Regions from separate parts of the Sus scrofa genome. Here all the other regions are linked to region 3. A link is a contact called in public Hi-C and promoter capture Hi-C data. All regions are on one chromosome and are shown on one strand. The core of a region is the stretch at or near the end of the contact, and the rest is flanking DNA. Distances in the headings are between cores, read along the strand shown.

Evidence for each region. Promoter capture Hi-C pulls out the DNA fragments that hold promoters and counts their contacts. A called contact is a pair of places that touch in the nucleus more often than the background predicts.
Region 1: a Hi-C map of alveolar macrophages shows a contact between it and region 3, with 5 times the contacts expected there. The contact joins the enhancer-like site here to the promoter of HECTD4 in region 3. A contact is called at or near these places in 3 of 5 promoter capture datasets (fetal skeletal muscle, liver and skeletal muscle), 24 of 47 Hi-C or Micro-C datasets (alveolar macrophages, blood, brain and 13 more) and 2 of 2 datasets of contacts at active chromatin or transcription factors (alveolar macrophages and skeletal muscle).
Region 2: a contact with region 3 is called in a promoter capture Hi-C map of fetal liver, with 3 times the contacts expected there. The contact joins the promoter of TRAFD1 here to the promoter of HECTD4 in region 3. A contact is called at or near these places in 2 of 5 promoter capture datasets (fetal liver and fetal skeletal muscle) and 1 of 2 datasets of contacts at active chromatin or transcription factors (alveolar macrophages).

What each region holds. Positions count from the first base shown.
Region 1 is chr14:39,508,428-39,511,465 of Sscrofa11.1, reverse strand. HECTD4 (probable E3 ubiquitin-protein ligase HECTD4) reads right to left here. Exons shown (of 76, transcript XM_013990365.2): 59 at 2,707-2,912; 60 at 696-875. Among named protein-coding and RNA genes, the nearest start is that of TRAFD1, 70 kb to the left of the region's middle. Within about 2 kb of position 1,300, at least 5 of the 83 cell types and tissues checked have an H3K27ac peak or open chromatin away from gene starts, as enhancers often do. A contact at or near this core is called in alveolar macrophages, where this site is marked.
Region 2 is chr14:39,578,025-39,581,265 of Sscrofa11.1, reverse strand. It overlaps TRAFD1 (TRAF-type zinc finger domain-containing protein 1), which reads left to right and starts at 1,485. Exons shown (of 12, transcript XM_021072837.1): 1 at 1,485-1,630.
Region 3 is chr14:39,325,360-39,328,393 of Sscrofa11.1, reverse strand. It overlaps HECTD4 (probable E3 ubiquitin-protein ligase HECTD4), which reads right to left and starts at 1,699. Exons shown (of 76, transcript XM_013990365.2): 1 at 1,227-1,699. The coding sequence starts at 1,403.

The DNA.
Region 1 (3,038 bases), core at 51-2,550, 180 kb before region 3:
TTTACTGTTCCATGAGTTTTGCCAAAAGGCAATCTTTTTTTTTTTCTTTTTTTTCTTTTTTGTCTTTTTGCCTTTTCTAGGGCCACTTCCCGCAGCATATGGAGGTTCCCAGGCTAGGCGTCTAATTGGAGCTACAGTTGCTGCCCTTTGCTACAGCCACAGCAACGCCAGATCCAAGCCACATCTGCCACCCATGCCACAGCTCACGGCAACGCCAGATCCTTAACCCACTGAGCAAGGCCAGGGATCAAACCCGCAACCTCATGGTTCCTAGTCAGATTCGTTAACCACTGCACCACAACGGGAACTCCCAAAACGCAACCTCTCTTTAACCTTTCAGGAGCTGGGAGATCATAATGCTTGACTCTGATGTCGTTCACTTCCATGCCACATTTCACCTTCAAAGTCACAATAATGGCATATAGTTGTGTTCTAAAGTAAAGTATGATAAAATTAATCTTTTCCTGGTTAGCTGCTACCCCTCAAAATAATGGAAATACCCAGCAAATCATGGATTTGGAAGTCTAGGCTACCCTTTTCACGCCTCCCCCAAGCCCACTTCAAATGACAGCACGCTGATGACAGCTATCTTCACTTGGCTACTACGGCTGCCCCTAAGGCCCTCTGGTAAGCGTCTTCCTCTGGCCCCCAGCAGGCTACTCCAGCACCTGATCCTGAGGGAAGGCAGGCCTCACCCAGCAGCTCCACCACTTGCAGGAGGACAGACGTCGGGATGGTGTCAGGCTCATCTTCGGCTCTCCCTTCACCGTCCTCTGACCTCCAGGACAGCAGCTGCTCTGCGAAGGCCATAGCCAGCGGGAACTCCAGAGGCAGAGAGTGTAACACCAGCACAGCTCCGGGAGGAGGAGACACCCCTAAAAGAAGGGCCAGGAAGAGAGCTCATGACTGGCAGCAGCTGATGGAAACAAGCCTATGAAAAAGACCTGCCAGAGGTGCGCAGAGAAACAGGGCCAGAAAGCCTGCCCATTGGTGCTGGCGGTGAGAGGAAACCTAACTCTCCACACTCCAGACAGCAGCTGCAGACACGGGAAGAGCAGAGGATGTCCTCCAAGGAGTCCATTTGTTGGTGTGACAACAGGACAAAGGGCAGAAGCGGGGACAAGGAAGGATAAACATGCCCCCATGAGCTGGCATGGAAATAGTAAGACAGACTTGAAAAGACGCCTCACTGGAACTGTCCCAGCCTGGTAAAGAAAGAACCAGCCCTCTAATGCAGCAGCAATCACATAGGTGCCATCAGCTTATCACAGGTTTACAGAGTGGACCAGCAGGGGGCGCCAGACTTCAGGTTCTACCAGGACCCCAGGGCTGTGTTTCTCCTTTACTGCCTGAACCTGACTGAAGCCGCCCATGGTGAGAGAAGAAAGGCCCTGATCCCCCTCACACCCTGCACTGCACACCAACCCCCTCCACAAGCACTGGTCAGACGTAAGCTGGGTATCCGGGCTCTCTGGCCAAGTTAGGAGGAACTGTGTTGACCGGCCTGAACTCTGGGGTGAATGTTTATTTGGGAAATGACAGGTAAGACAGAGATCCTCTGTGGTTTTTTTGTTTGTTTTTTGTCTTTTTGCCTTTTCTAGGGCCGCTCCCATGGCACATGGAGGTTCCCAGGCTAGGGGTCTAATCGGAGCTGAAGCCGCTGGCCTATGCCACACGGGATCCAAGCCGTGTCTGCAACCTACACCACAGCTCACGGCAACGCCGGATCCTTAACCCACTGAGCAAGGCCAGGGAACGAACCTGCAACCTCATGGTTCCTAGATGGATTCGTTAACCACTGCGCCACGACAGGAACTCCAGAGATCCTCTGTGTTTAGTATAAAGTTTTAAAAACAGTGTAGGCAAAATATGATAAAAAAAATAGGCTAATAAAAGATCATAAAATTTTTTAGCATTGACCAAATCACTTAAGAAATATCCTTTCATTTTATTCCCTAAAGATGCAATGTTTCCAAACTGCGGCTGTGAAGCCAAGGCCCAGTGTTGGCTAATGTTTCAAATACATGCTTATAATTGTAGCAAAGCTGTGTCTGCCTTCCCTGTCCAATACGCCAAAAGCGGGCAGTGGAAGTCTGAGACCATGTTTTTTTTTTTTCTGTGTGTTGACTCAGAAGCAGGGTCAGCTCGCCCCGGTAGAGACAGCAGATAGTCAGCGACAGCTACAGGATCCACAGCGATGGAGCCCTCACCAAGCCCAAAGGTGCAAGGGCTTAACCAAGGATGCCAGGGAGACAAGACCTCCTGGGCTTCCCAGCCAGGCCATCAGGCTTTGTTTACCATTTACTCCAGAAGTGGATGATCACTGAGGCCGCTGCCCCAGGAAGCCACATTACACTCGAGAGAATTCAGTTTTAATGAGAACTTAGGAAGGACAGCTGGGATTATTACAGCTAAATGATGAGACGGCTCTGTGCAGTCAATCTGAATAGTGTGTATCCCAGCACACACTTGTGAAAAGAAATCCCCACTGGAGTTTGAGCAGCATCTGCCAGGCCTCCCCCAGGCAGGAAAGGGGGAACTTTTAATCCACTCTGTCTGAAATCCACAGCCTGAAGCAGTCCTATTCTTTACCCATAGGAGCCTAGAACACAGCAAGGTAGAAAACCCTTTCACTTTTCACAAAGAAGGACAGCAGAGAATGACTTCGAGCTGTGCTGATTACCATGCGCTAATTCAGAAACTTACCCAGTTTGATGTGGACTTTGTCTGTGGAGAGGATCACAGAAGGGTATTGGTTGGTGGTAGGCGGTGGCGTGAGCCCCGTGTTGGCCGGAGACGCATCCCGTGGGTAACAGACGGCTTCAATGAGGTTTAGCTGGCCATTTCGCTTCACTTTGTGGCCCAGCCCGTACACGAGCACCCGCGCCCACGGAGCCTTGTATAACGAGGAACTGAGGAAGAGGGGAGAGTGTGAGATGAGTGCAAGCACATCAACAGATACTTTGTTGTGAGAAGGGGGCTGAGTGAGAACCGGGCATGCATAAGTCACCTCCGCCACTCTTTATAAAGACTACAGA
Region 2 (3,241 bases), core at 236-2,735, 250 kb before region 3:
TGACAATGCTTCAGATACATTAGGTTAAATAAAACAGTCTTAAAATTTAGGAGTTCCCATCGTGGCGCAGTGGTTAACGAATCCGACTAGGAACCATGAGGTTGCGGGTTCGGTCCCTGCCCTTGCTCAGTGGGTTAACGATCCGGCGTTGCCATGAGCTGTGGTGTAGGTTGCAGACGCGGCTTGGATCCCGCGTTGCTGTGGCTCTGGCGTAGGCCGGTGGCTACAGCTCCGATTCGACCCCTAGCCTGGGAACCTCCATATGGCGCGGGAGTGGCCCAAGAAATAGCTAAAAAGACAAAAAAAACAAAAACAAAAAAAAAAACAGTCTTAAAATTTAAAAAAATTGCTGGGTTTGTTTTTGCTTTTGGGGGGCGTATGTGGAAGTTCCCAGGCTAGGGGGTCGAATTGGAGTTGCAGCTGCTGGCCTATCCCACAACTGCCACAGCCACAGCAAGGCGGGCTAGGAGTTTTGTCTGTGACCTATGCCAATGCTGGCTGCAACGCAAGATCCTTAACCCACTGATCAAAGCCAGGGATGGAACCTTCCTCCTCGTGGATACTAGTTCCATTCTTTACTGCTGAGCCACAAGGGAAACACCCAAGTTGCCGTATTGTTAAAAAGAAAAAACGAAATTGCTGTATTGTAAATAATACTTTCTCCATTATATTTATTCTATTTTTTTTTTTTTTTTTAATTCATGAGGGAAGAGTTCAGAGGATCCATACAGACAGCAAGTAGAAAGATTGTAACTCAAACATGCATCTCAGGGAGTTCCCTTCGTGGCTCATTGGCTAGTGAACCCAACTAGGATCCATGAAGATGCGGGTTCCATCCGTGGCCTCGCTCAGTAGGTTAAGGATCCGGCATTGCCCTGGGCTCTGTTGTAGGTCGCAGAGGCGGCTGAGATCTGGCGTGGCTGTGGCGTGGGACTGCGGCTGCAGCTCTGATTAGACCCCTAGCCTGGGAACCTCCACATGCCAAGGATGCGGCCCTAAAAAGCAAAAACAACAAAAAAAACTAAACCGAACCAAAACAAAAAAAACCCAAAACAAACCAACCAACCCATGCATCTCGGCCGCTCACTCTACCACCGCAAGAAGCAAAGGTCTCAAACATGGGCAGAGCCTCGCAGAGATATCTTGCATGAGCAGTGAGGAGGACATTATAACTGCAACAAGTATGACTAATAATTATTAACAGCTCATGACAAGAGGACAAATGCCATTACTTATCGTAATATATTAGGCATATTAGTAATGTCTATATAGTATTATTCATGCAAATACCAACCGCCTGTGTCATGCGTACTTGCTGAGCCCAGAGGTAGTTCCCAGCTTAAGTCTCTGCCTCCTTCCAGAGGCGCATGGGTTGGGACTTCCAGGGACACGCCTCTGTGGGGCTGAGGAGCCAATCGACGCGCAGAAGGCGGGGCTCTGGGAGCGACAACACTACTATCCAATGGCAGACAACCAGAGTCGCCCCTGGCCAATGGGCGCACTCCTCCGCGACGGTCGGAAGTGGTGAGGCGGCTCCGGGGGCCGTTGTTCAGCTTGGGGGCTGACTGAGAAGGGAGGCTTCAGTGTCCCTGGCAGGCGGTTCGTGTTGGCGTCTTTCGTCTCGTCCCAGGTGAGGGTAGCTGCGGCCCGCGAGTTCCTATAGGTCTCCAGTTCGGGAGAAGGGCGGTGTGTGGGCTAGGGGCTTCTGGGCCGGGGGTCAGCAGGGGTTTCTCGTAAGGAGAAAGGTGCCCGCGAAGCGGCGTCTCGCCTGGCTAGTGAGGGAGGCCGTACTTTCTCCTCAGGGATCCGGAGCCTCAGCAGCCCCCGGCGTCACCGCCCCTTCCCGGCCGTGGCCCCGGGGCTGGGAGGTGACGGTTTTCTGGAGCCCCGCCATGGGCACCTCGCCCCGGGCAGATCTGGGCCCCGAGCTGCCAGCGTGAGGGGTCGCGGGTAGCCTGGTGGGGGCTCTAGGCCGACAGACTCGGGTTCGAGTCCCCACTCTTACCAACTGTGCGGCAGCTGTCTCCCTGGACTTCCTCTTTCGCGGTCTCAGCAGTGGGATGGTGACTTTCACCTTTTAGGGTTGTGGTCTGGATGAGAAGATTATCCACGTAAAGCATTTAATCATCAGTAAACACACTATGAATGGCAGCTAATATTTGCGAAGCCGGTGCCTTCCCCACTCTTTTCGGACCTCCTCCACCCTGCTGGGGGGAGGGGGCAGTTGGAAACCGCCACCTCCAGGGTGTGGACCCTGTGTGGTGTCTCCACCCCTTTGGGCACAGGGAAATCCTGGCCGACCACTTAGAGGGGCTCCTTCTAATTTTGAAGGGAACTTAGTTTGCCATAGGGCTTCCATGCATTCGTTCACCTCTTATAGGGCGTGTTTTGAAGAAGTGTTAGTTTGGAAATGTTAAAACGCCCAGTTAGGGAGTTCCCGTCTTGGCTCGGTGGTTAAGAATCCGACTAGGAACCATGAGGTTACGGGTTTGATCCCTGGCCTCGCTCAGTGGGTTAAGGATCCTGCGTTGCCGTGAGGTGTAAGGTGGGTCGCAGACGCGGCTCGGATCCCGCGTTGCCATGGCTGTGGTGTAGGTCGGCGGCTACATCTCTGATTGGACCCCTAGCTTGGGAACCTCCATATGCCGCGGGTGCGGCCTAGAAAAGACAAAAAAAAAAAAAAAAAAAAAAAAAAAAAAAAAAAAAAACCCCAGAAAAAAAGCCCTGTTAGAGGACAGTATTTTTAGAAGATAATTTTTTTGCGCCATAGAAAAGGATGATATAAAGTAAGTACTGGTAATAAAGTTGCCAGGGCTTTGCTTTCAACATTGACATCTTGTTTAAAAGAAGGAAAAACTACAGTGGAGAAACCTGGTAGAAACTTATTTCAATGAAGTGATCAAAGTCAGCATCATCTGTAATAATAAGACTGTTGACATCACCTGCTTTCTGATTGAATGCAATGAGATGAGCACAACATCACTTCTATGGTATTTTTGACAAAAATGTATTAATCATGAGAAAACATCATATGAACCTAATTTGAAGATAGTCTACAAAATAACTAGCCAGTACATACAACAAGGTTATGAAAGAGAAAGACTGAAGAAATATCCCAGATTAAAGAAGATTAAGGAGAAATAGCAACCAGTGCAATATGTGACTCTGGATTGCTGAACCAGCAAAAGGGTACTATTGGTGGCCTGATTTGTGAAATTAAATAATTGTAGATTAATTACTA
Region 3 (3,034 bases), core at 450-2,949:
CGCATCTCAGGCACGTCCAAATGTCTCGGCCAGCAAGGATCTCATCACTGCCATTTCCAGAAACACACAGTAAAGGGTTTTAATCCATTTCTATAAATGTTCCTTGTGCTGAATGCCAAAGTGCCTGCAAAACCGCAAAACACAAAAGATTCCTTGCATTCCGTTTATAGCCAAAAGACAGGCCATCCTCTCCGCACTGTCCCCAGAGAGTCCTCCTTGCGACAGTAAGAATTTCGTGACAACCCATGCTACCTACACGTCAAAATGTCACTCCACAAAGTGGAGGGCGAGCAGTGTCAGCACTGACTGGCCACGATGAACCGATCCTGCCAGTATTCCCACCACTGGGCACACCTGAAACCAAGTGAGGTCGGTGGAAAGTTCCCATCCACCTAGTATATTTTGTTTCCTTCTGCTCCCAAATCCAGCAGCAAAATTGCTGAGATTTCCTTTTGCACCTGCAACGGCTCCTAAGCCTGGGCTTCTCCGCACCACCACCACCATCACCCCGCCCCCAGCTCATCGAAAGGCCTTGCGGCCTAAAACGCCCGTTAACCCCTGCGGAGAGCGCACCAAGGGCTGGTGTAGCATTCCCCTTGCTGTCCACACTGCCCGCTTCCATGACAAAGGCCCGGTGTCAATCCGAGGCACGACACAGAGTAGTTGCTAGATTGCCCATCACTGACTGGCAGCTGCCACTACCTTCTCCCGAAAAACACAAACAACAAAAAACATACACACGCGCGCACACACACACACACACACACACACAACTGGGAAAAGACCGGGGGTGGGGGTGGTTGTAGAGCGTTAAAATTAAAATATCCCCAAAGCTAAGCAGCCTGGGTGTGACCTGGAAGTGAGTCCAAGGGGTCCGTGGGGGAGGGGAGAAAGGGCCCAGGAGGCGGCAGCAGCTCCTCAGGGGCGTGAAGGCCGTGCCGGGTGATCGTCTAATAAAATGCTGGGAGTTGGAACGTTCAAAATGAAACCACAAATGAAATCCCCAGCGGGCTTGAAGCCCCGAGGAGGGAGGGAGGCGGGCGGTCTGCAGACCTGCGGCCGCGGTCCCCACCAGCCTGTCCGGCGCCCACACACACCTGCCGGGGCAGCCTTCCGAGGGGCGGGGGTCTCGGGTCGGGGTAAAGCGGAGATGGGAGGGCTCGACCCTGGGGATGCGGGGCGGATGGACTAATCTGATGGCGGAGGCCGGGGGGAGCCTCTCTCACCTCCAAGTCGGTGTCGGCGGCCTCCGGGGCCCCAAGGATCTCGCTGGGCAGCTCGGCCAGGTCAGTGACCCGGATCAGTCCGTCGTGCAGGAAGATGGTCTCCTCCTTCACCGAGAGCCACTGCGCGGAGTCCGCGGCCGCCGCCGCTGCAGCCGCCGCCGCTGCAGACGAGCCCATGGCCCCGGCTGAGAGGTTGGCGGTGAGAAGGGGCCGCCCGGCCCGGGAAGACGCGAGCAGGAGCCTCCGCGATCACCAGTCCATGGCAGCAGCCTTCGCGCCCGTCTGCAGCGCCCAGATCGCTTCCTCGCCCGTGCAGCTCCGCCCTAGGAGGTCCGAGTCGCCATCCTCCCACCCACGGCCCCGGAGACCCCGGCCCCGCCGCCACCGTCTCTGCCGCCGCCGCCGCCGCCGCCCTGAGGTGCAGGACCCGCCTCTGCTGCTCGGCAGCCAACTGTCAGTGAGACGCCATGTTGGGGGCGGGGCTCCCGGCATGCTCCGCGGAGGGGACAATGCAGGCCCCGCCCACCCTCCTGGCTCCGCCCACCCACCGAGGCCGGGGCAGCCGCGGAACCTCAGCTTTGCGCTTCCCTCAGTCTTGCCGTCCGACTGACCTCCTACGCCTCTTGTCATTCGAGGGCGCCCTGGGTCTGCAGTGCAGAAGAGGGGAAGGAGGGCGCTGCCTCCCCTTCCTCAGGTGTGCACCGATTTCTCTCTGGCCAGGGTCCCCACCCTGCGTAGAGCAAGGAGCTTCACTCCCTGCTTTCAAGTTTAAATGAGATATACGCAAAAATCTGGCGCAGGGCGGGCGCGGCACACTTGTTCATAAGCATTCGGTAGAGGCACACAGTTGGTGCTTCCTATATACTATAAATTCTAGAACCCACTAAGCACTCAAAACCTGGTGAAGGAGCTCCCGCTGTGGAACAATGGGATCGTCAGCGACTTAGGAATGCTGGAACGAGGGTTCGATCCCCTGCCCGGCACAGAGGGTTAGGAATCCGGTGTTGCCGCAGCTGTGGCTTAGTTCGCAGCTGCAGCTCGAATCTGATCCCTGGCCTGGGAGCTCCATGTGCCGTGGGCAGCAAAAAAACAAAAAACAAAACAAAATCTGGTGAAAATAAAGTACCAGTCACATTTGATGTCCAATGTCTGTCACGTAATGCCCCAGAGGGAGTTAAAACTATTGTTATAACCCATCAGTACTCAACACTAACATATACATTAAAAATATACCCGGGAGTTCCCTTTGTGGTGCAGTGGGAAAGAAACTGACTGTATCCATGAGGATGAGGGTTTGATACCTGGCTTAGCTCAGTGGGTTAGGAATCAACCTTGTGGTGAACTGTGGTGTAGGTAGAAAATGAGGCTCAGATGCCGAGTAACTGTGGTTGTGACATAAGCCTGCAGCTGCAGCTCCAATCTGACCCCTAGCCCGGGAACTGCCACAGACTGCAGGTACAGCCTTAAAATACACACACACACACACACACACACACACACACATCCATCATCCCATTTTTATTTTATTTTATTTTATTTATTTATTTACTTATTTATTTTGTCTTTTTGCCTTTTCTGGGGCCACTCCTTCAGCATATGGAGGTTACCAGGCTAGGGGTCTAATCAGAGCTGTAGCTGCCAGCCTACACCACAGCCACAGCAACGAGGGATCCGAGCTGCATCTGTGACCTACACCACAGCTCACGGCAACGCCGGATCCTTAACCCAGTGAACAAGGCCAGGGATCGAATCCGCAACTTCATGGTTCCTAGTCGGATTCGTTAACCACTCAGCCATGACGGGAACTC